Linked DNA regions of Sus scrofa: all the other regions are linked to region 1. Evidence: chromatin contacts called from public HiChIP or PLAC-seq and promoter capture Hi-C data. All regions are on one chromosome and are shown on one strand. The core of a region is the stretch at or near the end of the contact, and the rest is flanking DNA. Distances in the headings are between cores, read along the strand shown.

Evidence for each region. Promoter capture Hi-C pulls out the DNA fragments that hold promoters and counts their contacts. HiChIP or PLAC-seq counts read pairs in DNA pulled down with a chosen protein or histone mark.
Region 2: a contact with region 1 is called in a promoter capture Hi-C map of fetal liver, with 2.9 times the contacts expected there. The contact joins the promoter of CRYZL1 here to the promoter of IFNAR2 in region 1. A contact is called at or near these places in 1 of 5 promoter capture datasets (fetal liver) and 1 of 2 datasets of contacts at active chromatin or transcription factors (alveolar macrophages).
Region 3: a contact with region 1 is called in an H3K27ac HiChIP or PLAC-seq map of alveolar macrophages. The contact joins the promoter of DONSON here to the promoter of IFNAR2 in region 1. A contact is called at or near these places in 4 of 47 Hi-C or Micro-C datasets (embryonic fibroblasts, omental adipose tissue, retroperitoneal adipose tissue and 1 more) and 1 of 2 datasets of contacts at active chromatin or transcription factors (alveolar macrophages).
Region 4: a contact with region 1 is called in an H3K27ac HiChIP or PLAC-seq map of alveolar macrophages. The contact joins the promoter of SYNJ1 here to the promoter of IFNAR2 in region 1. A contact is called at or near these places in 1 of 5 promoter capture datasets (fetal liver) and 1 of 2 datasets of contacts at active chromatin or transcription factors (alveolar macrophages).
Region 5: a promoter capture Hi-C map of fetal liver shows a contact between it and region 1, with 3 times the contacts expected there. The contact joins the promoter of PAXBP1 here to the promoter of IFNAR2 in region 1. A contact is called at or near these places in 2 of 5 promoter capture datasets (fetal liver and liver) and 1 of 2 datasets of contacts at active chromatin or transcription factors (alveolar macrophages).
Region 6: a contact with region 1 is called in a promoter capture Hi-C map of fetal liver, with 3 times the contacts expected there. The contact joins the promoter of SON here to the promoter of IFNAR2 in region 1. A contact is called at or near these places in 1 of 5 promoter capture datasets (fetal liver) and 1 of 2 datasets of contacts at active chromatin or transcription factors (alveolar macrophages).
Region 7: a contact with region 1 is called in a promoter capture Hi-C map of fetal liver, with 2.7 times the contacts expected there. The contact joins the promoter of DNAJC28 here to the promoter of IFNAR2 in region 1. A contact is called at or near these places in 2 of 5 promoter capture datasets (fetal liver and liver) and 1 of 2 datasets of contacts at active chromatin or transcription factors (alveolar macrophages).

The regions. Positions count from the first base shown.
Region 1 is chr13:196,764,488-196,767,931 of Sscrofa11.1, reverse strand. It overlaps IFNAR2 (interferon alpha and beta receptor subunit 2), which reads right to left and starts at 1,845. Exons shown (of 10, transcript NM_001204775.2): 1 at 1,768-1,845. The region is part of intron 4 of LOC110256370 (40S ribosomal protein S2-like); the gene reads left to right.
Region 2 is chr13:197,246,730-197,250,173 of Sscrofa11.1, reverse strand. It overlaps CRYZL1 (crystallin zeta like 1), which reads left to right and starts at 1,789. Exons shown (of 13, transcript NM_001098596.1): 1 at 1,789-1,837.
Region 3 is chr13:197,202,428-197,205,871 of Sscrofa11.1, reverse strand. DONSON (protein downstream neighbor of Son) reads left to right here and starts at 1,629. Exons shown (of 10, transcript XM_013990191.2): 1 at 1,629-2,447; 2 at 3,208-3,288. The coding sequence starts at 2,139. It overlaps CRYZL1 (crystallin zeta like 1), which reads left to right. Exons shown (of 13, transcript NM_001098596.1): 12 at 333-378; 13 at 930-1,399. The coding sequence ends at 1,029.
Region 4 is chr13:196,328,732-196,332,175 of Sscrofa11.1, reverse strand. SYNJ1 (synaptojanin-1) reads left to right here and starts at 1,664. Exons shown (of 32, transcript XM_013982569.2): 1 at 1,664-1,805; 2 at 2,835-2,980. The coding sequence starts at 1,711.
Region 5 is chr13:196,369,736-196,373,179 of Sscrofa11.1, reverse strand. It overlaps PAXBP1 (PAX3- and PAX7-binding protein 1), which reads left to right and starts at 1,922. Exons shown (of 18, transcript XM_003132753.5): 1 at 1,922-2,402. The coding sequence starts at 2,063. LOC106505849 (a long non-coding RNA gene) reads right to left here and starts at 1,785. Exons shown (of 4, transcript XR_001300667.2): 1 at 1,534-1,785.
Region 6 is chr13:197,160,483-197,163,926 of Sscrofa11.1, reverse strand. It overlaps SON (protein SON), which reads right to left and starts at 1,852. Exons shown (of 12, transcript XM_005657147.3): 1 at 1,695-1,852. The coding sequence starts at 1,771.
Region 7 is chr13:197,113,145-197,116,588 of Sscrofa11.1, reverse strand. DNAJC28 (dnaJ homolog subfamily C member 28) reads left to right here and starts at 1,896. Exons shown (of 3, transcript XR_002338034.1): 1 at 1,896-2,190; 2 at 3,094-3,444.

The DNA.
Region 1 (3,444 bases), core at 596-3,095:
CTTTCTGGGAGCTTACCCGCTCCTGGGGGGAAGGACAATTACACAAGTGCTTGTAATTGCGACAAGGCTGATTAGGGAGAAATACAGGGTGATGTGACAATATAAAACAGTGACTTGGAGCTGTGAGGGGCTGGGAAGGCTTACCTGTGACAGTCATCCGTCTTTTTTTTTTTTTTTCCTTTTTAGGGCCATATCTGTGGCCTATGGAAGTTTCCAGGCTAGAGGTCAAAGTGGAACCACAGCTACCAGCCTACATCACAACCAGAGCAGCACTGGATCTGAACCGAGTCTGTGACTGACACCAGAGCTCACGACAGCGCCGGATCCTTAACCCACTGAGAGAGGCCAGAGATCGAACCTGCATCCTCATGGATTCTAGTCAGGTTCTTAATCTGATGAACCACACGGGAACTCTGTGACGGTCATCTCTAAGGTGGGGTTTGGAAGGGGAGGTGGGAAGGGGTGGGGGTGTGGGGAAGCCTTGCAGGAAGATGGAAGAACTTGGGTAAATGTCTAAGGCAGAAGGCCCCAGCAGAGCAGGCTGGGAGGCGGTATGTGGGTTCTCAAGTCCAGCTGTGGGACAGCAGGTTTCACCCAGTTCCCAGGAAGATAGGTGCCCACACCGTGCCTTTCCCAGACTCACACAGAGGGGCCTTGTGGGCTGGTGTGTCCCAAAGTCTGGTGCATTCAGGGAATTGAATGCCCAATGAATGGTGAGGAGCTTAAACCTCTTTGCCAGTTTTCAGCTGCTCCATGTAGATTTCAGCTGTCCTCATTTGTACCTATTGACCTACAGGTACCGGTCTCTCCATTACTGAGAGTTAAAACCACTCTCTGTCCAGGTCCATTGACCTTGCCCCTTAGGGAGATATGGCTTATCCCCCTGCATAAAAGCTCACGTCCTCTGGATCCAACCAAGTCCCTCATTTGCAGGCATCCCATCAGAATCGCCCAAGAACTTGATGGGATGCTGTCATTACTCTGTGCCCAGCGCATAGCACATAGTAGGTGTGCAACTAAATGCATGGTTGTATGAATGAATCTGTTTCCAAAAACATGGGGACTTCCCTATGGGAACACTTCTCGCCCAGCCTGAATCGGGGTCTATGGTAGCACGCATTTAGCGCCCACTTCTCTGCACACCATCTGTAACCCGCAAAAGTGGTGTACACTCTTCATCTCTGCCGTCCCACCTCTCCGGAGCTACTTCAGCCCCTCCAAAGGCCACCAAGGACAAAATAAAGCAGAAAACAATGCCCGGAGGACCACGCTCCAGATGCTGCAGAAACAACTGTTCACACTCTCGGTCCTAGCTTATTATTTTATACATAGTGATAACTAGCTTTTTTTTCTCTTTTGTCCTTTTAGGGCCGCATCTGCAACATATGGAGATTCCCAGGCTAGGGGTCGAATCAGAGCTATTGCTGCCAGCCTACGCCAGAGCCACAGCAATGCCAGATCTGAGCCTCGTCTGTGACCTACACCACAGCTCACAGCAACGCCGGATCCTTAACCCACTGAGCGAGGCCAGGGATCAAACCCGCAACCTCCTGGTTCCTTGTCGGATTCGTTCCTTGTCGGGAACTCCTAGTTTTGATTCTCTGTTGGCTTAACCTCCTGCAGAATAGAAACTGTACGAAGAAAGCCTGGCTCCTTGGGTTAGGATGTGGGAAGAAGGCGACGAGGAGGCTAGCATGGATGATGCTGACAAAAGATAACGGATTGCTCACCTACCATCATTACCATTGGGGCTTGAGAGGGGCTTACCAGCTTCCAAGCAGGATTCGCTCAGCCACAGCCGCTGCTGTTGGGGCTTCTCTGCATAATACTCTTTCAGGGATACGTGCCTTGTAGACAGTTCTGCTTTTTTGCTCCAGTTCATCCTTGGTGGCTGCCTCTATGCTGTGACCGTCAGTCCCCAGCCCCTTCTATTTCCTCCTTTTCCACCTCGGCCTCTGAAACGCCGTGGAACTGCCCCTGCCAATTACGACTACAGGCAAAAACTGCACACCAACTATCAAGCATCTGTTCCTCAATTTCTCACTAGCTGCAACTTTGAATAACATTTCCTCTGAGTATAAGAAGATGCTCCAAACTGAGAATTTCCTTGCTTACGCAATTTTTTTTTTTTTTTCTGGTGTCTGCCTTGTGGTTTAGATGCCACATCTTAACTTCTCCTTCCTCAAAGGGTCAGTGCAACTCTGCCATCTTGTTCCATCTGGGTCTTTTTCCCATAAGCCATAAACCAAAGTTTGTGAGCATTTTTCCCGTCCCTTTCTGAGCCAGGCTCCTTCCCTGGGCGCTGTCTGAAAATAACTTCGCTACCATCTCACATAGGTCCAATCACTCCAGCTTATCTCATGTCTGTTTTCTGCATGTAGATTACAGTTTTCCCCCTAATACACCAGCAAATACTTGGTGACTGCATATTTATGTGCCAGTATTCTGTAAAGTATAATCTGGGAGACAGACTGGAAAACCTGATTTTTGTCAGCTTGTGTCACGCAAGCCTGTACGAATACAGGAAAGCGTGAGATATGCGGTGAGGGGCATTGTGCAGCGGGGCCCCCATGTCTCTCCTGAGTGATGCAGGGGAATGTGGTATTTCCAGCTACAAAGCATCCTTCTGGGCTTGGAGTTGCTCTGCCCCTTTCCCACCCAAGAAAGCCTAGGAAATTTAGGGGGTGATGGGATATTTTCAAAGGGATAATCTTAAATACTCTTTACTCTCTTTCTCAGATGAGCCATCTTTTGCAAACTGTGAGACTTAGTGACAAAACACCATATCCCCTCTAACCCATGAACCCCATCCATGCAGCTCAGGGTACTGCAGTTGAAGCTGGTTGGCAAAGATAGGGCTGTTTTCTGATCACACTTCAAAGAAAGAAATGGCGTTCTCGAACTGCCTTTGCTCGCAACTGCCGATTGCATTTGGCAGAACGAGGTTGTGCAGAGAGATAAGCCTGGAAAAGGGGCAGTTGCTGTTACATTCTTGGTTGATTGTGGCCCCTCCTAACGCAGGAAGTATGCGAGTATCTCATACTCAAGACTGGAGCCAAAGCTGTCATGTCATTTCCACACCTCTCTGAGTCTCAATTTCCTTGTGTGGAAGCATGGGCATTTTCATGCTTGCCTCTTAAGGACTGTGGTGGAAATTCAGTAGAAAGAATTTTGTGAGAGCCCTCAGCACTGTGCTGGGATTAAGTGGTTTCTTGATAAATATTTGCTGGGTGCAAAAAAAAAAAAAAAAATAATAATGGTATTTATTTAAGAGTCTGCTATGCAATTTTTCTTTCTTTCTTTTTATTTATTTATTTATGTATTTATTTTGTGTCTTTTTTGCCTTTTCTACGGCCACACCTGCGGCATATGGAGGTCCCCAGGGTAGGGGTCTAATCGGAGCTGTAGCCACCAGTCTATGCCAGAGCTACAGCAATGCGGGAT
Region 2 (3,444 bases), core at 540-3,039, 480 kb before region 1:
GCGCGACCCATTCCTCGTTGGTTTCCTTTTCCTGGGGATTCTGATTACATTTCCTCGTTCAAGCAAGAGCCCGCAATTGTGCCTTCGGTCCACACCATAAAACCGTGTCTGTGCGTAAAGAAGGGAAGGGCAAGCGGTAGACACCGGGGACGCGCTCCCACCGAAGGAGAGCAGCTTTCTGTTAAATACCATCAGAGTCGGCCCCGGCAGGAGGACTCAGGGCCAAACGGCATTGACTGCCCTTCACTGACAGGGATTTTGCAGGCACACGAAAGAGAGAAAGGGATGAGCCGGGGACTCGAGGCCGCGCGGGGGGAGAAGCGGGAGGCGCGATGCCGCTCCCCGCGAGCTCCGGATCCCAGGAGGCCGGCGGGGAGGCGAGGCTTGGCCGGTCCGCCACGCTCAGGCGGCCGAGGGCAGCGAGGTCAGCCCTAGAAGGACCGACCGCCTCATGTCCCCCGAGGGAAGGAGGAACCCCGCTCCGCCCGCCAAGGCTGTGGATGCCCATTCAACCCGAAGCGCGTCCCGCGGCCGCCACCCCCTCTATCCGCCGCGGAGCCCCCGCCTCCCAGAGACCGCCAGCCGGCCGCCCCACCGCCACCCCCGGGAGGATGGGAAGGACGAGGCTCAGGGGTGGCGAGCGCCGCGCCTTCAAGGCGCGCGGCAAAGGGTGAAGGGTGCCCGGAGGGACGCGCACTGGCCCGCGGGACGCGCGCCCCGGGCGGCCATCGCGCCGACCCCCGCGGCGACCCCCGCCCCCGCCGCCTCCCGGGTCCAGGCCGCCGAGGTCCAGCCTGCTCCTCACCTCATTTCCAGGCGGGTCCGCGCTGCCGCCCCACAGACAAATCAGTGCAGCTCACTCGCCGCGAGAAGGGACGCAGGAGCCGCAGCCCTGCACACCATCCCCGCCCGCCCGCCCGCCTCTCCGTGCGTCCCGGAGCCCCGCTCGGGATTCTCCCTTGCGAGCCGCCGTACTACGGAGCAACCAAGCTGCGCTCCCTCCCCTCTTCTCCGCTCTTTTCTACCTCCTTCGCTCCCTCCCTCGCTCCCTCGCTCCCGCCTATCTCCTCATCTCCCTCGGCTGCCTACCCCGCTCCCATCCACCCCTCCATCTCCTCCCACAGGTGGGTGGGGACAAAAGCGCTGCCAATCAAAAGAAAGGGCCCGCACCTCCTCTCCGCCCCTTACCTCTAGCCCCGCCCACAGGGGAGAACGCAATGAGAGGGAGCCAATAAAAATGGAAGAGGGCAGAGTAACAGCCTAGTAATCCAATGAGCAAGCTCAAAGAGGACGTGTGCAAGACTCTCCTCCTCCCCGCCCCCCTTCCAGAAGGCGTAACTAGAGGTTTCTGGTCTGGGATTTTCTTCAAGTGGTCGTGGAGATTTTGTTCCATAATTTCAGTGTGTTTGTCCTTGCCGTGGGAGGAAAGACACTAGTTAGCATGCATTCAACTAACGGAAGGTTTAAAGGAGAGAACAATGTGGTCGCAAAAGGGAGGCGGGACGTAGTCCAAGGAAGGTGATGGAGATACGGTTGGAATGAGGAAGGGTGTGGTCTTCAACTGAAATTTGCATAAAACTGAACCCTTCGGCAACTAGGACTTTACGCATTTATTGGCAGCCCCTGATGCCTCTCCTCAGAGCATGCCGGGAGATGTAGTTTCAAGTTTGGTTGCTATGGCGTTCTCTACAGCTTCCGAGAGTCGGAGAGTCTCCTAGAGTGACGAGCGGCCTGACCAATGGGAGCATCTCCTGGCCCATAGGGGGCGGGCTCTCCGCAGAAGGCCTTGAAGGTGGCGGTGGTGGAGGTGCAGGCCGTTGGGGCGTCTTGGAAGCAGGTGAGCGCGGAGAAACGGGTTGTGTGTCTTGGGAAACCGGGCTTTGGGCGAAAGATCCGAGAAGGCCCGTGGAACTGTCCAGCCCTGGGGCGGATGGTGGTTCACGTCGCGCACCAACCGCAGACCCTCCTGGGCCCCGGCCTAGCTTAGCTGAGGCCGCTGAGGGGCGGTTAAGACTTAATTTGACTGAGGATTTCCTGGTCCTTTCAGGTTTCGGTGGTAGATTTTATCTGTTTGCCGCTCCCTCCACATTTATGGAGGCAGAAGTCTGAAAGGTCTTTTCTACAGAATCTCCCAGGTTGGATTTTTCCCCCTCTTGCATCTTTTTGTTCTTACACTTTGAGTGTCTTTTTCTTGCTGCCTTACTTCTCGATCACCGCTTTCTCCTCCTTTACGTTTTTTGTGTTTGGGATATTTTTTTGGGGGGGGAGCAATTACTTAAAGCGAGTGTATTCGCATTTATATAACTGTAGGGCCAGATTTGCCCATCACATTGAAGCTAAAGAGAGTATTTGGGAGCAATGCGTGAGAATCACCTCAGTCTTAAAGGTCTGGGCGGGTCCTGAGAATCTGCATTTCTGACACGCTCGCAGGTGCTTCTAGTCCACGTTGTATGAGCAGCAACGTTCTGCATCAGCTCTGCTGAGTACAAATTTAATGGGAGCCACATTAAAAAAAAAAAAGAAAGAAAAGAAAAGAAAAACATGAAATTAACTTTAGTGTTTCATTTAACCCCGTATATCTAATACATTATCATTTCGACACATAATCAAATATTTTAAAATGGAGACGTGATACAGTCTCTCTTTTTTTCGTATTAAGTCTTTGAAGTCTGATGGGCATCTTACACTAACAGCACACCACAATTCTGACAATGCACAGTTCAAGGGCTCCTTAACCACTAGTAGCTTCTCTTACTGGACAGCACAGATCTAGATGATATAATAACCCACTGCAGAAATTAATAGGTGCTAATAAAGCTCAGGTTGCACCTGGTAGAACCCCTTACTGCTCTGTGAGATGGGCTTTGGAGCTACTTGACAATTTCTCTGCTCAATTTACAGAAATAAGAGCAAAAATAGCCGCCATTTATTGAACACTTATTTCATGCCAGGTATTGTATTGAGTGTTTTGCATGTGTTGTTTAAGCCTTCCAGTCACCCTTTGAGGTACCTGCTATAATTATACCTGTCTTACAGGTATGGAATCCAAGGCCCAGGAGGCTAGAATTATGTAGGCCAAGTCATACAGTGAAGAAGCAGGAAAGCCAGGATTCAGAGTAAATTCACTTATGACTTCTAATCCTATCCATCAACCACTGCAATGTATAATTATTCCCTTTAATCCCTAATTTCAACTCATTGATACCTTTCCTCCAGTTTATGGCAGGGGTTGAGACATTCAAATTTGAAACAGTTTCAAATGTCAGTTGCAATAAAATATGTTGGTAGTTTTAATCTTTTTTTTTTTTCTTTTTTTCTTTTTTGGCTACCCCTCGGCCTGTGGAGTTCCCGGGCCAGGAATCAGATCCTAGCCACAGTTGTAACCTTCGCTGCAGCTTCAGCAATACCGAATCCTTTAATCCACTGTGCCAGGATGGGGATGGA
Region 3 (3,444 bases), core at 380-2,879, 440 kb before region 1:
CTGTTTTAGAGGTAAATTTGACAGCTTACAGCATTTCTGTTCAACAACAACAGGAGTTCCCCTTGTGGCGAAACGTCTTGAGAGTGCTGGGATGCAGGTTCGATCCCCAGCCCGGCACAGTGGGTTAAGGATCTGGCATTGCTGCAGCTGTGGCTTAGGTCGCAAGTGCGGTTCCAATCTGATTCCTGGCTCTGGAACTCCATTTGCCACAGGCGGCCAAAAAAAGGAAAAAGAACAACATAGGTGACCTACCTAATACCCTCTGCTTATCAAATGGTTTTGATTTACTCCTCTCTTCTTTGCGTTGCCACCTTAACAGTCTTTCCAGCTACGTATCTTAAAAGATGTGATGGAGAAGTTATCAACTGGTGTTTTTAGGTATGCTAAATGACCAGCTTCATTGTTCTAGTTAATTTTTTTATCCTCGGCAGTTAAAATGGGCATTCCCATTTTTGTTTCAGCTTTCTTAGTATACCTGTCACCTCCATATTTTGCTATTTTGTTTAGATAAATAGCTGCTCTTTAATATTTCTCAAAGCATATCTTATGATACACCAGTAAGTATTCCCTAAGATACAAGTGGTTTGTGAGTTTTCCTTCCTCCCTTCCATACTGTACCTCACCCCTTACTCGCCTTCATCACCTCTCCCAAAGCAACTTGAAATAACCCACAACTTGGCAGGAGGGAAAAGTACTGTTTTGTTATTTGTTTCTTAGTTGGATCTGTTTATCAAAAAAGAGGGAGTGGATTAAATAGCTATTTTCCCCCTTCAAAATTTAACCACTTAAAAATTTAACAATGGAAATATTAATAGACAAGTTTATTTAAAGTAATAGAGTGGAACTATAGCAGTTGTCAACTACCATTCTATGTACTCTACTCATCCTTAACTAGACCTGACATTTCTAATAATTTCATTCTTCCTCAGACCTCAATTGGATGAACCTATTCCACTATACGAGGCAAAAGTTACCATGGAAGTTGTTCAGAAAAATCAACGAAGAAAGAAGCAAGTTGTTCAATTTTAATTTTGTTCTTTCTCAGACCTCAGTTGGATGAGCCTATTCCAGTATTTGAAGCCTGAGTTGCCTTGGAAATTGGGAAAAGTTAAGGAAGATAAAAGCAAGTTTTTACATTTTTTAAGCATATTTCCTGCTGAGACAAGATGCTCAGGGTTATTTGAAGTATTTGAGAAGTACTTGAAAAAATACTCAAGACAATTCTAAAATTAGCATCTAAAGGGAATATTCTAAAAGGCTTTTTAGTTATTGTTTCTATATATTTGCCTCTTCTAAAATTCTTTCCATGATGAAAACTGCTTTAAGCAGAAGCCATGCTACTATCTATAAAGCTGTTGGAATCTCCTGCTGTATCAAAATAACATTACTTTTGTATTACACTCTCTTCTCAATACCTTCCTTCTTTAACAAGCCTTTGCTGTCCTAACCTAATCATTTGAATATATCTTCAAGCCTGAAAGGATCTAGCCCATAGCAACTTAATTTTTTTTTTCAAATATTCATTCACTCCAGGGTTTCCTCAGGATCCATCAGGACCATCACAATAACTCGCCTGCGGCTACTGCAGTGTTTGCGTGGAAGGCTGCAGTGGCGATGCTTGGGAAGGGGGCCGGGAGGCTACGCTTGCACAGCCAGCGTGCTGATTTCCTATCCGGGTTCTCCGTTTTGGGGGGTTGGGGGAGGAGGCCCAGGCCACTCTTTCCAGCTCTGGACCTGAACACTGCACTTCCGAAAGCTTATCGAGGCGAGCTCAAGTGTGACGTTTCCTTTTCATCCTGGCGCCCTGCCCGGGGCTCATCACACCCTGCTTCGGATTTAAATAGTGCTCGGCTATTCCGGTGCCTTGGACCGCGCGCTTCCCAGCCACTTAGCACCCGGCGACCCGACTGCATCCTCGGAGCAGGAAGGAGCGCCAAGGCGGCGTCCCGGGAAGCGCTGGGCACTGGAGCACCCGAAGCCCCGGAGGCGCAAGCCGGGGGCGGGGCCTCGTGAGCGCCTGACGGCGCACGCGCCGCGAGGAGCCTCGGGGGCGGGGCCGCGTAGTGGGGCGGGGCTGGCGCGCGCGGGAAGCGCCTACCGGGCTGCGGGTTCCCCTTCCTCGGCCTTCGCCGCGCGTCATGGCTCTGTCAGTTCCCGGCTACTCGCCCAGTTTCAAAAGGCCGCCCGAGACCTTGCGGCTCCGACGGAAAAGGGGCCGGAGCCTTGGAGCTGCTCCCCCGCCCAAGGAGCGGCCTGAGCAGACGACCCGCCGCGCGGCCCTGGCGGCCGGGCTGCCTCTCCGCCCCTTCCCGGCGGCGGCGAGCAGAGGCGGCGGCGCCCCGGCCGCGGCCCGAAGAAACCCCTTCGCTCGACTGGACAACCGGCCGCGGGCCGCCTCCGAGCCTCCCGACGGGCCGCCCCGCAGCCAGCAGGAGGCACCGGGCCCGGTGAGTGTCTTCGTGCCTGGGGGCCGAGGGGCTCTTGTACTTTGTGGGTCGACTCGGCTGTGAGGTAGGGGTGGCGAGTTCTCGCGTTCCAGGAGGGAAATGGGCGCCAAGTGCCAGCCGCCCGCCGCCCAGGGAGCCCTAAACTTGGGAGGCGGCTGCTCTGCCAGGTCCGGGGGGCGTGAAGTGCGCTCCGCCAGCCGCCGCGGGACGTGCGGCGCCCGCGGGTCCTGAGGAGAGGACCCCATTCCCTCGGTCCAGTCCGGAGCCCGGCCCGGGGAGTTTGGGCTGCAACCGTCCCGTCGGGGGTTAGAGACCGGGGGAGAGAGCGCGGAACAATCCTAGAACAACTCCGGGAGGGCCGCTGTGTGCTGGGAAGGTTACGAGACGCTCTTCCCAGCGTGATTCTGGGCTTCCCTTTTCACGTGCTCAAAATGATCCTGCAGTTGAAGGAATACTGAGGATTCATGGAGTCAGAATTTACTGGTATTTGTCTTAGCCCAAAACCTTTTGGATCTTTTGAATTGAGATGATTGATTATTGCGTTATGAGTTGTGCAAATTACCTGCCTTTCCCCCGCTTCCGTCTTGAGAGTAAAGTTCAGACACAAATTTGAAGTGAAATACTGATACACTGATTTGGGTGCATGTGAATTCCTGCCCTCGGATTTATTGAGAAACTTGAAGGCCAGGTGAGGCTCTACGTGTTTAAAGCAAACTACAGCGTCATTTATGATTGAAAAGGACCATCTTTTTAATTTCAGCGTTTAGATTCTAATCAAGAAAATGATTTGCTATGGGAAGAAAAGTTTTCTGAAAGACGAGCCATTAGTGAATTTCTCCAGGTAATACTTTTTAAATGTCCTCAGAGTGTATATTCTTATAATATCAATCCATACTTCTCAGAAGCATTTTACTTGAAAAATGGCTGCACAGAGAGTGATCATCTCCACCAGGACTGAAATGATGGTAAAGGACTCAAGGCTTTGTGTGTGGTAGTT
Region 4 (3,444 bases), core at 415-2,914, 440 kb after region 1:
CAGAACATTTGCTTCTAAAAGGGCATAGCAACACTATTTTGCACCTTGAGAAAGGAGGGGTTCCTGCTGTACGCACACACAGACACAGGTGCACTGGAAGATGCGGTGTGGGCAAGTTGGGTTTGCAGTCCCAACTCCACTTGAAACTGAATAATTTTTAACAAGTTAACTTTTCTGGGTCTCAGTTGTCATAAAAAGCAACTTCCAGGCAATGTACTCGATAACACCAACGTATGTCCTGAAGCTATAACCTTCCCTATGTTTTTGTTGTTGTTGTTGTTGTTTTGGTGCTTACCTGTCTGGCATTCCTTGTGGAAGTATTATACCTGAAAAGGCAATAAGAAAAATTCCATTCTCGCCCACTCCCATTTTGTTTTCTCTGTCCAATGTCATCTTCAATTGGAATGGATTCTTCTGAAGGGGGCACGTGAGGGGCAGAAGTAACCATAGACCAGTAGAGTAACTTCATTAATTCCGAGGCTGCTGTCAGTAACCACCAGTTGAGCAAAACAGTTTTTCTAAGGAGTAGTACTGAATAAGAGAAATCCTCTCCACTTCTCAGAACTAAAGCTAAGTGTCTGCCATCACCTTCTAGAAAAGTCGTGGCTTCATTTTTAATGAATGACAGCTACTTTAGTATCCCGAAACCAGAGTGGGTTCTAGCTTCTCTAAAGTGAAATGTGAAGCCATGTGACAGGGCCCAGAGGGGGAAATGATCTTGTGCAATATACTAAATTTAAATTCTGCTTTTGCTGTTGGTAAAGCAAGAAGGGGAAGACATAAAGAAAAAGCAAAGGCAAGTGGAAACAGTTTCCCAGGGGGCTGAGTTCTTCGGGTTTTTCAATTCCTTTTTGCCCTGTTGGTTTTGATCATTTTTAGATTTATTAAGTGGAAACGGAATAAGAAGTCCGTAGAAAAAAACGATATAAGCCACGATGCATGATTTGTTGAAAAATGAAGATAGGAGGAAAGGGGAAGATTCTTTAGTTATGAAATTACACTGTTAGCAAAATATTCGCTATTCAGTGACAACCATAGCTGCCTTGGCCTCAGTCCAGCCAGCCATGTTTGAGTATTGAGATCCTAGCTAGCGATTTCCTATTCTCTCCACTGTACATACAGTTGAGGACTCTTTTTTATAGTACTCTTGAGAGCTCCAGAACACAGCAAATGAAAAGGCAACGAGCAAGGTTGTTCCAAAACGGAATTAGTTTTTCTTCCTGCTTCCTACCGAGACGCTCAGAATAAGAACCCGGCGCTGTTCGCAGGGAGACACCATGGACAGCTCTTCAGGCTTTGCCCTCTTAGCCTGCTGCGCTGACTGTCCCGAGGCCTCCCCCGAGTCTACGCCGATGGGGGCCGCAGGGGGTGGTCGGGACACCCATCTTGGGCACGTATCAATATCCAGCTCCCAAAGCTTTTCCCCAGAGTCCCTCCTTGGAGCCTACAGGGAGGGCTGGTAAGCTCTGAAAAGCCCACGCAAGGGGGTCAAGAAGGACGCATCTTCCCTCTCCCCGTCGCATCACCAGCGGTGGGACCTGCAGCCGCAGCCTGGGGTACACGCCGCCCGCGGCGAAGGTTGGTGCCCTTGGAGGCGGTGGCCACCCACCACTACCTGGCCCGCCGGGCGGCCCCCGAGTGGGCGTGGCCCCCGGACGCCCCCGCCCCTTTCCTGCGAGGGGCGGGCCTTCCGCCCCGGGCCCCGGCGCAATGCGGAAGAGATGGACCTGCTGGAACGGAAGTGACGCTTCCGGCGACTGTGGCTGCGGCTGCGGAAGACGGAGGAGGAGGAGCCGGAGGAAGAGGTGAGCCGGCTGGCGGAGGGCGGGGAGCGGCTGCGGCCGGACCCACCGGCTGCGGGGCTCGCGGGCCGGCGCTTCCTGGAGCAATCTCCGCCTCCGCAGCCTGGGCGGGAGCGGTGAGAGGCGACCGCCGGCTGCCGGGTATGGGAGGGCTGGCAGGGTGGTTGGGAGCCCACTGGTTGTGAGGGCGCCGCGTCGGGCGGGGGGCTGAGGTGACAGCGGCTGTCAGCCTGCCCGCAGGAAAGGCACCGATTAGTATGGGCGCCGGGTCATCTTTTCTGGCGTATAATGGAGGGAACGGACTGCTCGTCGTTTCCGTCCCCCTGGGAAGGAGCCGCTTTCCTGACGGTCGATTGCCCGGGACCCCCGAGGAGCCCCGGTCGGGTCCGTGTCCCGAGTCGTGACTCTTCCCGGGTGGCCATTCATATTTACCGGCTGCCGCCTGCGGACCGGTCAGCCCGCGGTGCCCTGGGGCTGGGCGGGAGGCGGCGGTAACCTGTGTCGCTTTCCTTGCCCTTCACCGCCGCCCCCGGGAGAGCTTGTTCAGTCGGGTAATCCTTTCCCATTTCTCGCCCCCTAAGGAGCTTTGAATCCGCCTTGGTAACCTTCCCACCTACGTCTCGTTTTCCCCCTTTCGGCCTGAAGTTTCCGAACCGTTTCCCTTTTAACGTAGTGACAAATCCTGAAGCAGGAAGCTGATAAACAATTCCGAGCGAAATACGCTCAATTTTTTTCCTTTTGGTAAACATAAACTAAAGGGGAAACTCCTCTTAACCAAGCCGTTCATGGGCTTGGAGTGATAAAACCCCGACTTGCCTTGCGCTGAGAATTGGTGCCGTTTCGTCTTGCTTTTCTGTAAAATTAAGTGACGACTTATCTTTTGGAATAAACCATTCTCTCCCCGAGCTCCCTTTTTTTTCCACCCCACCCCCCATCAAAACCTGGCAGGGAGGGACTTCTGGATGCCTTGCAGTCCTTGCTGCAGAAAGAAACATTAGCTTCATTTGCTTTGCTTTTGCTTGGTTTTCACAGGGCTGCCTCTGAAGAAAGGAGAATGGCGTTCAGCAAAGGATTTCGGATCTATCACAAATTGGATCCCCCACCTTTCAGCCTCATAGTGGAAACTAGGCATAAGGAAGAATGTCTCATGTTCGAGTCTGGGGCTGTAGCCGTGCTCTGTAAGTCATCTCGTACAGCCCAGCTGATGATGGTCTGTTTTGATTTGAAATAATTCAGATTCAACCCATTTTTTTAAGGAAGACTCTGATAACCTTCTCATTGTTTTTCACCTAGCAGGTCATGCTTTTATTTCCTTTTAACCAGATCTTATTTTCTTTTCTTCCCCTGCTGCAGGTTTTTTTTGGAGGTGGGGGGAGATGCAGGTTTTGGTACACATTTTTGCTTTCTTGGGTTCCTCTGCTGCTCCTAAAAGTAAATCTTTCTAAAAAAGAAAAAAAATATGGTTGCAATTTGTAGCACAACACATCAACCCATAAAATGGCTTGCTTGACATTTTTGCTGTGATGAATTTCTTTTTTTTTTTTTTTTTTTTTTTTTGCTTTTTATGGACGAACCTCCGGCATATGGAGGTTCCCAAGCTAGGGGTCTAATCAGAGCTACAGCTGCCAGCCTACACCACAGC
Region 5 (3,444 bases), core at 673-3,172, 390 kb after region 1:
AAGAGCTTTTTGAAGTTTTAGGCCAAGATATGCACATTTCTGCTCTGGACCTCATCTTTGTTACCCCTGTCCTCATCATGTTACTACAAATCTGTCTCTTGGCTCTGAAGGTGGTGTCTAGAGGCTGACCAGGCACAATTTAAATCTTTTGTAATGGAAACGGGAGTTCGGTTTCACCAATGGAACACGCCATTCGAATCAGAACTTAAATCAATGCTGAACAGCCAGAATATTAGAACTTGGAGTAATATGAGGAGAATGAAAGCCAGATGTTATTAACTTTGCCTATTAACTGGGAGAAAATGTTACAGAGGCTACTCTAGGCCTAGACCATTCTTCCAGTTTCCAAAAGTGAGTCATGGGTGGGCAGATCTCAAACCCAATCAGGGAAAACCAGAGAAAAGAGGCAGGTGAGTATGACACAGAAAGTCTTGAGTTTGGGATCTTTTGCTTCAAACTTGGAACTTAAATCTCAAGTGACATTTTGACAGGATGATGTAGGTGAATAGGCACTCGGGTAGGAATACAAATTGGCACAGCTGTTAAAAACAGCAACTTAGAATTAGCAAAATTACAACTGCATACCTTGAGATCTAGTTCATGCTACTAGTGATCATTTTTTGAAGCTTTTCGTTGTGGCATTGATAATTATAGCAAGACTGGAAATAAATTTCATGCCTTTCCCCCACCCCTCTCACGCCTACAGCATGTGGAAGTTCCCAGGCCAGGGATGGAACCCCAGCCACAGCAGTGACCATGCTGGATCCTTAACTGCTAGGCCACCAGGGAACTCCTTTAATACCAATTTTTTTATGCAACTGGCTAAATAAATTATGGTACTTTCAAACAATGGATCACTATGCAGCTGGGTAAAAGAAGAGACACCATTTTACATACAAATATAACTGATCTTCAATTAGACTAAAATGCACTGTTTGCACACTGTGGGAAAAAGGTAATTCACAAAAATATACATCTTTGCTTCTACATTCATAGGCTGTCTCTGCAGGATCGTGAGAAACTTTTAACATTGCCTGCAACCTTCAGGGCTTCTAGGGATGGATGGTTTGTTTGTTTGTTTCACTATATGAATGTCCTTTGTTACCTTTTAAATTTTGAGACATGACAACAAATTCGCACTTACACACATGAGTGAAGGAAAAGGCCCTGTGTTTGCTAATACAATGAGTAAGCTTGCGAGTTCAACTTCAAACACCCGGATCCACCGTTGCCAGTTAAGTTTGTTAACCTCTGTGGCACAAGGCTGAAATGTGTCACAACCATCCCCAGTCCTCAAGTCGATTTTTCCTTCCGTTTCTGAAATCAGCCATGTGTCAGAACTCCTAGCAAACCTGGCATTCTTTGGAAAACACCAAAACACTTTTGCTTTCGTTGTATTAGAGGGAGGGGGGCTAAAAACATCAGGCCAGGTAATATCTGATCATAAATGAAATTCACTGTTTTTGAAAGTTCTCTGTAGCCATTAAGCTGCAGAAATACTAAGTGTTACTCAACAGAGTTAGTAATAATTACCATACAACACCTCAGTTCAGCACACCCTCTGGGCTCCACGCACCCTCACCAAAGGCTTCACCTTCGGGCTCCTCCTCCCGCTCCTCCTCTCGCTCCGCCTCCCGCCCCCTCCCCCTTGTATTTGCCTCTCTCAGCGCTTGGCGGGAGTTTCCTCGCGTGACTAGTCTGCGTAAGTGCGGAAGACGCACTGCAGCACCTTGGGCTGAGGGACGCCGGGTTTACTCTTTCTTTTCGTCTCTATGATCCTCTTTGTGACCCGTCGGAGAGCACTAGAGTCCCAGAGTTGCCTGCCAATAGTCCTCCAGGCCGACAGAGGGCAGTGCAAAAAGCTGACGTTCTCGCGAGAGGGGCGGTGTTCTCTCCACGTAGTGAGAGCGGAGCGCATGCGGGTTCGGTGGTGCGCGGTAGCTGGGGCAAAGACTGGACCTGGCTGGAGCTCGGGAGAGCGCGCGTGCGCGCTGTCGCGAGCTCGGCGCTGCCGGGGCTGCCGTGTAGGAGTGGGCATACGACCGCGGTGCGGGCCGCAGGCATGTTCCGAAAGGCCCGGCGAGTGAACGTGCGCAAGCGGAATGACTCGGAGGAGGAGGAGCGAGAGCGTGATGAAGAGCAGGAGCCTCCACCGTTGCTGCCGCCGCCGGGCACCGGCGAAGAGCCGGGCCCCGGCGACAGGGCCCCCGGGGGGGAGTCACTGCTGGGCCCGGGGCTGCCGCCGCCACCCTCCGCGCTGGCTCCTGGCCCCGGAACCGAGGCCGGGGGTTGCTTCCCGGGCGGCGCGGAGCCCGGCAACGGGCTGAAGCCGCGCAAGAGGCCGCGCGAGAACAAAGAGGTGCCCCGGGCCAGCCTGCTCAGCTTCCAGGACGAGGACGAAGGTAACTGCCGCGCTTCAGCGCCCCCAGACCCCGACATCCGTTTCCCCGGCCCCGACCGCGGGTCTCCGCATTCCCCTGACGCTCAGCCTCAGCCCCCGAGAAAGGAGCCCTTTCCCGCCGGATCTGCTGTACGTTTTCCCCGCCTCCGGCCTTCTGCTTTGGCAGGGGATGCGTTCCTGCGCCGCCACCAACCTTTTCTTAACTACCGCCTCCTTTTCGTCGTCTCGAACATTTTCTACTCCGAGGGGCCGGATCTCAGATTAGTCATTTAGAGTTTTTCAAGAAAAAATTCCGTGTTCCCTACTCTGCCTCTTCCTGGCAGGTGTGTTTTAGGGAGAACTCGAGTCGTATCCCCTGACTGCTCTTGGCACGTTCTCTGAGCCCTCTGCAGGTCAGTGTACCCAGTGGTATATGCACTGTACCCAGTAGTGACCCAGGTCACTGTACCCAGTAGGTAGGTCTCTTGGTCTCCTGGTCCTTGTCAGGCATCCTTGCTCAGGAAGGCAGGGTGTGTAAAGAGGAGTACTAGATTTGGGAACAGAAGCTCTGGTTGAAGAACTGGTTCTGAGTGACCTTGAACTAGTCCCTGGCGATCGCCGAGCCTCAGTTTACCCATGAAAGTGAATGGGGCTACAAACGTGCAGGCTTCCTCAAATTGACGCTTGGACAATGAAGCGAGGCGGTGTGAGGGGCCAGGCTGCAGTGGATTTAGATTTCTGATCCTAAATGAGCCGTAAGTCATTTCACTTGCCAAATTGTTGAGTGTGTAATATAACCCAATTAAGTGTATGTTGTAAAAAACGAAATCAAGACTTGTAAATCTCACATCTCGATGCAGGAACGCTTTCTTGTTTCTAGTAATAGGCAGTTTGTCTTTGGCTTTTGTGTGATTTTTTTTTTTTTTTTGGAGAGGAGTCCAGCCATTTTTTTGTTTTTGGTGATACAGGAACAATTTGCTAAAGTATTTTTGTTTGACTTTAACGTTTTCAAATTAAAGATGATGGCCACATCATCAAAACTTGTTTTTGAAAAGTGATTCTTT
Region 6 (3,444 bases), core at 603-3,102, 400 kb before region 1:
TAAACTGCTTTAATATTCTTCCGAGACTTTCTTCCCAGAGCTCTTTTACCTATTTCCTAAGCATTTACAAAGTGCTTACCTTACTAAAAATAAGCTGTGGACTTAAAAATTAGAAAAGTAGGTCTGGAAAAAACACCAGTCTATGAGAAAGTGATCATCTTAAGGCTATCAAGATGTTTACTAAACTACTGAAAAGGGGTGGAAATTTCAAAACACCTAAATATCCACCAACACATTCCTAGACCAGAATTCTAGGGAGCCATGAAAAATGTTCCAGACTACTGAGACTGTGATAAAAGACAAACTGGTTCACAATATATAGGCCAAAAAAAAAAAAAAAGATGATCACATTTCACAAAACACGATATTCGGTACACTTGAAAAACATAAAGATCAATAATACGTGTTCTTTAAATTTTCTCTCCTTTACTACAACAAAACTAATACAAAACTGACTTTTAAAAGGTATAGAAACAGGACAGGACAATTAGCCACCATAACTACTTATTGCATCCAACTATTAAAAAATCGTATCACCTTAGTTCAAATCGTTTATCATCCTAAAAATAACCACATTAATAAAATATTTAAAAGCAATTAAATGAGCGGATATATGTCCCACTTAAACAACAATATATCCCGCAAAAAAAAAAAAAAAATATTCTAGCACTACAACGTATCAGTGCCCCAATAACCCTGTTAACTGAGCGCTATTTACAATTTCGTCTTCGACTGATTCTAAAATCCACTTACGTCTGGCTCTTGCTCTTAACTTTAAAATCAACTATAAATACATATGAACTCGGAACAAATATGTATGTTACACAAAGCATAAATACAACCACTGAATAACAGAACCCAGGCGATTTTCCTGTGTAAACAACTCTTTCTTCAGAAATCTTGTTCAAATTTTGTAGAACCAAGGGTAAACTACGTAGCAATGACAAAAGGAGCTTGTTGGTCAAATAGGTCAACTAGGGCAGGGGTAGCAAAAAAATTTAGACCTACTCACAAAGTCCACTTTGCGCTTGCTAAATTAAAAAATTACTAGTAATTCAAAATCCTCTTTCTTCGTCACCCCGAACCCTCTGTCAAAGTAACTAACATTAATTTGAGCTATTTTAATTCAAATTTCTAACCTATTAGAATATTAGAATGATGCCTGGTGGAAACCACAGGACTCTAGGACACAAATAATCTAATTAAAGGATCCCGACCCCCAAATGGTCTGAAGCTTGCAAAAATAAAGCGGATTTAAGATTACCCAAGAAACGGCCGTTAGAGACCCTTTCCGGTCAAAGACACCGGCCGGCGAAATCCGCGGAGGCGGAGAGGGGGAGGGGAGGCGCGGCGGCGGCGGAGGAGGAGCTGAGGAAGGAACTAGGCCCGTCCCTGGTGGACAACTAGGCCTGCACTAGCTAAACAGTAGGAAATGACCAAACGGGAGAGAAGAGTGAGCATCTTAACTCGGTTCTAGGAGAAGGAGCCTGGGATTACCTCGCAAAGGCCCAAGTTACTCGCTGGGAAGGGAGGGAGCGGATGGGGGGGGGGGCGGAAAATGGATCCCAGGCCCAGGCGGGGCTGTAGCGGGGCCTGAGACGAGCAACGACAGCGTCTCCGAAGAAAGGTGCCATGGAAGGCTACGTGGGGCCCCATAGGTCCCTTGGGAGCAAAAGAGTCTGGGAAGCGTTTACCTTGAAAGTTCCTGTTGAATTTCCCGGAATTTACTGACCACGAAAGACCTAAAAATCTGCTCGATGTTGGTCGCCATGGCGTCCGCTCCGTTCTCTCAACTCCTCCTCGCTAGTCCTCCAGGCTCCCAGCATGCCTCGGGAGGAGGCGCAGCGGCCAATTCCGTCTCTCGGCGTCCTGATTGGTTTCTGCGGGAGCGCCCGGACTGGCACGCTCCGCCCCTAAACCAATCAGTGGCCACGGCCACTCTCTCCTCTGCTGTTTCTGAGCGTCTGGGGTAGAGCTGCTGACGTTTGCGCCGCGCACGGCTATGTCCGCCATGTTAGTGACTGACGCAGGCGCCATTACAGGAGAAGTCTCTGTGGAGGCGACTCTGTCAGCTAAAGTTCTCAGGGTCCAATAGTGTTTGGGGGCTTAAGAGGCTTATTTTAGTCACTAAACGCCCAGTGTTAAATTCCCTAAGGAAAGAGTGCAAGGGGGGCAATATGGTGTTTTGACCGGGGCTTCCAACATTCCTGGATGGCACCGAGTTTCGGCAAGACGAGCCATTCCGGGAGACCATTAATCAGCGTCTGCCTCCATATGAAGAACACGTTTTTACCCCCATCTCTCTTCTGTGGTATCCTATAATGGGCCTCATCTTTTTAAATTTTAGCATTAGGGCAGAGGTCGTGAGCGACCTGCATTCAAACCCGGGCTCGTCAGGAGCCAGGCGTGTCACGAGACTTTTCCAAGGTAGCTGACTCGTGAGCAACACACAATTAACTGAGCATGGCTTTAGCATCACGGCGCCCCCCTCCTCAGAGCTCAGGAGGCACTGGGCGGAACAGAGACGATACGTGGCACCCGACACTACAGGGTTACCCTGTAAACGTGCTGGGGCTTGGTAGCCCGGCTCTGGAGCGGGATCAGGCCGCGCCCGAGAGCGGGAGGGGACCACTCTCGATTACCTCGAGGCAGGGACCACTGGCCGCGCGGGCCAATGGGGAAGCGAAGCCCGCCGGGGGCGGGGCGGGGGCGTGACCGCCGGATCCCCCTCGGCCGACTTCCGGCGCGCGGCGAGCCCCTGGTGCCATCCCCGAGGACGGCTGGGTGTCTGCGGGTAAGTTTCGCCACTTTTTGGTAATGTACACTTTTGCTTTGGTTGGGGAATTTAGTATTAGGAACGGTATGAAACTGTAGGAACTGGTTTGGTTCTCGGAATTTTCATCTAGGTTTTAAATGCTGTGAGTGAAGGTTGACCATGTGCCATTCACTTTCAGCTGAGGTTTACATTGGATCTGTCACTTTCCCTGCTTTCTAAGATGTCAGGGCCTTTTTTTTGTCTTTGTGCGTTTTTTTAGGTCAGGCACTTAAATTGCATATTTTCTCGTCGTGCACCCTTTTTGTCTTTAGCAGATTATTTAATCCAATTTTGTAGTTGATTTTTACTTTATTTTATTCACCAGGTACTTGGAAGTGGCTTTTCCTGGCTCTCTGATTCTCGTTATGGTACCCATTTAGATAACTGAGGCCCAGGAAGGTATCCCAGCTAATTCGTTTTTAACTCAAACCTAGGTACTCTGGAGACCTCCTAGCCACTCTGGGTATAGATTCCCTCAGGCCGAGTCCTAATCCTATTTCAGCAGTCAATTACAGCGATCAGGATAATTTCCCTTCACTGCTCTTGTTATTCAAACTAAAATGTTTTCTCTAAATTTAAAGATATGTTCATTTAATATATCTCAATATACATGGCAAGTTTGTTCTCCA
Region 7 (3,444 bases), core at 647-3,146, 350 kb before region 1:
TTCAGAGTATGCAGCAAACTTTTAAAAGGAAAAGAACCATATTTTCAAGTGGTTTGACTCTGCCCAGAGTCACATTTTATAATCACAGGACTGTTGATTTCAGAGTATGCAGCAAACTTTTAAAAGGAAAAGAACCATATTTTCAAGTGGTTTGACTCTGCCCAGAATTAAACTGACCAAAAATGCTTTGGTTTATCACTCATTTGCTCTATTGACTTAAAAAGCCATGGTTGCTCTCAAAGACATCATTAGGACAATTGTTAAAACTGGAATACAAAAATTGTACATTAAGGAGTTCCCATCATGGCTCAGTAGTTAACGAATCCGACTAGGAACCATGAGGTTGCAGGTTCGATCCCTGCCCTCGCTCAGTGGGTTAAGGATCTGGTGTTGCCGTGAGCTGTGGTGTAGATAGCAAATGCGACTTGAATCCCGGGTTGCTGTGGCTGTGGCAGAGGCTGGCAGCTACAGCTCCGATTTGACCCCTAGCCTGGGAACTTCCGCATGCTGCAGGTGCAGCCCTAAAAAACAAAACAAAAAAATAAACAAAAAACCTGTACATTAAATAATACTGTCTTTAAGTTAAATGTCGTGAATTTGCTATCAGTGCTATGATGAAGAGAATGTCCTTGTTTTGAGGAAACAAATACTGAGTACTTTGGGATAAAGGGGCATAGTACGTGCAGTTACTTTTTTTTTTTTTTTTTTTTTTTGCTCTTTAGGGCCGAACCCGAGGCATATGGAGGTTCCCAGGCTAGGGGTTGAATTGGAGCTACAGCTGCTGGCCTACCCCAGAGCCACAGTAACGCCAGATCCGAGCTGTGTCTGCAACCTACACCACGGCTCACGGCAACGCCGGATCCTTAACCCACTGCACCCACTACGTGAGGCTAGGGATCGAACCCACATCCTCAAGGATACTAGCTGGATTCGTTTTCGCTATGCCACAACAGGAACTCCCTACTTCTGCCTTCTTTTAAGAAACGTAGTCATAGTACAAAATATTATTTAATGTGCCAGGCGCTATGCAAAGTGGTTTACATACAGTGTGTAAATCTCACAAAAACTCAGTGAGTGCTACACAATTATTATTTCATCATAAGTAAAATGAGGAAAACAATAGCATTTACCTCATTGGGCTGTTGCAAGAATTTTAAAAGATTACATAAATAGGCATTTAGCACAGTGCCTGGCAAAAACTGAGTGCTAAATACGTTCACCATTTGCTGGTACCCTCACTTTACAGATAAACGGACACAGAGAAAAGCAGTTCTCAGCTCAGGTCTGACCCGCCTTTTCTTCTTCTTGCTTTTTCCTATTTTAAAAACTTACCCTGTGCAGAAGGGGGAAATAGTAAATCCCCATAACAGTGACTGAACTTAAAGCGAGAAAACACTTTATTTAACTTTGTCTTCGACCGTCCTCACCCTCTCTCTATCAATGCCTGGCTAAATGACCTACCTGCTCACTAAGTTCCTGAACTAACGAAAGACTAGGTTTCTAACCTGGGTTATCTATTACCACCACGTTCTAACCAACCGAGCTAACCTAGACTTTCTGGGCCAGGTAGTATTTCCTCGTCTCTGAGCTGGTGTCCTTGGCTGCAAACCTGAAAAAGCTGTTCAGGTCCTATTCGGGGGGAAAAGGACTTGTCATCCCCTCTTCAAAACAAGTTACCTAGGACCGGCGCCCTCCGAACCATTAGCACTTCAAGGGTCGCATTCGACACTGACCAAACGCTATGGTAAATCCTATTCATCTCCCCTCCGGCGGTGTAGACGTTTTCACCGCCCCGCCTCCCTCCCGGAAGGCGCAGGCGCGCGGCGGGGTCCTCCTGGAGAACTACATTTCCCAGAATCCACTCGACCGACCCACCTCCCGCTAGGGGTGGGGAGGGCGGAGTCGACTGCCCGGGGCGGGGCGGAGCGTCCCGAAATTGTCCTGCTTGTGTCCTTTTGGGAAGAGTTTGTTTTAAAAGAGATTCTGGGGTCCCCTGGTAAGGTAGGACATCTGTCTCTATTCGGTATCACATTGCCCTCCGCACCCCTGAGGGTTCCCTCAGCGTAAAAAGGCAGATGGTCTAGTCCAGCGGCGGAGACAGCTGGGGAGTGGAGGGCCGCCCTCGCACGCATGCGCAGATGCTCAGCATGGGGGCGGGAGCCGCAGAGCCCCTTCCCAGGGTCTGAGAAGGTGAGTAGAGGGCGGGACCCGGCGTGTACTGTGTCGAGATTGACTTCTCTTCCGCGACGGCCACCCATCCCAGTCAAGTCTGAAAGCCGTTGACCCCAATTTTTATAGAAAATTGGAGTCCCCAGGAGCTGAATTTTAGCGTTTATACATCAAAATCCTATTTTTAAGTCACTTCTAGCATTTCATTGCCATTTTCTATATAGAAGATTTTCTCTTCTACTATGCTGTGCGTTTAAAAAACAAACAAAACAAAACAAAAACAGGTAACAGTATACTGAGAGAGTTCACCTTTCATCTCGGCTTTCAGGCTTGCAGCAGACTATTCCTTCCTAAGACGCTGTAGAGCTTAAAGTCTTTTGGACCCTTGATTCTGTGCAATTTAGTGTCAAGAGTAGGTACAGAATCAGTCACTTGTTCTAATTGTTTCATGTAAGTCTTCTCATGAGAAGACTCCTTGGGATAATAAAGACAATGATGCACTCACTAAAGAAATAGTGGTGCTACTGACGTTTATAATTTGCTGAGGACAAATATGCAAGAGGCTTGTTGTGCCCTAACCCTAACTATTTTGCTTACACCTTGCTGTGTGATTTGGTTGTGTTGCTTAACCTTCTGGGCCTGCATTTTCTCATAAAATGAGAAGATTGGATTAGATCTCTGAGAACTTGCCAGCTCTAAAATTCTGTGGTTAGTACAGAGTAGAATCTAGATTCCATCACAATATGTTGACGCAAGACATCATTAACTTCCATTTCTCTGCTGAACAAATGAAATAAAGCTGTAAGAATTTTGGCAGCAGCATTAGAAAGAAGTATTGTACTCGTAATTCATCCTTATTGCTGAAAATATGGATTTAGCTGATAATACAACTTTCTTCACCCAATATTTGTTGTCGTTTTATAGATCATTGCTAGGAAGAAATCTGGGCACAATAATGAACACAGTGTATGTAGTGATGGCTCGAATCCTAAGATCTCATCTGATAAACGTTTCAATGATTCCTCATCAAATGAACATGGGTCCATATCTTGGTGTGCTTAGAACTAGAATGATGTCAACTTATAAATCCAAAAAGAAGATGAGCGAATATTATAGGCTGCTGAATCTGGATGAAGGATGCTCTGCAGATGATGTCAGGGAATCTTTTCGTAAACTTGCCAAGCAATACCATCCAGATGGTGGCTCTAGTACTGCTGATTCTGCAACATTTATAAGGATCGAAGAAGCTTATAGGAAGGTGCTTTCTCACGTGAT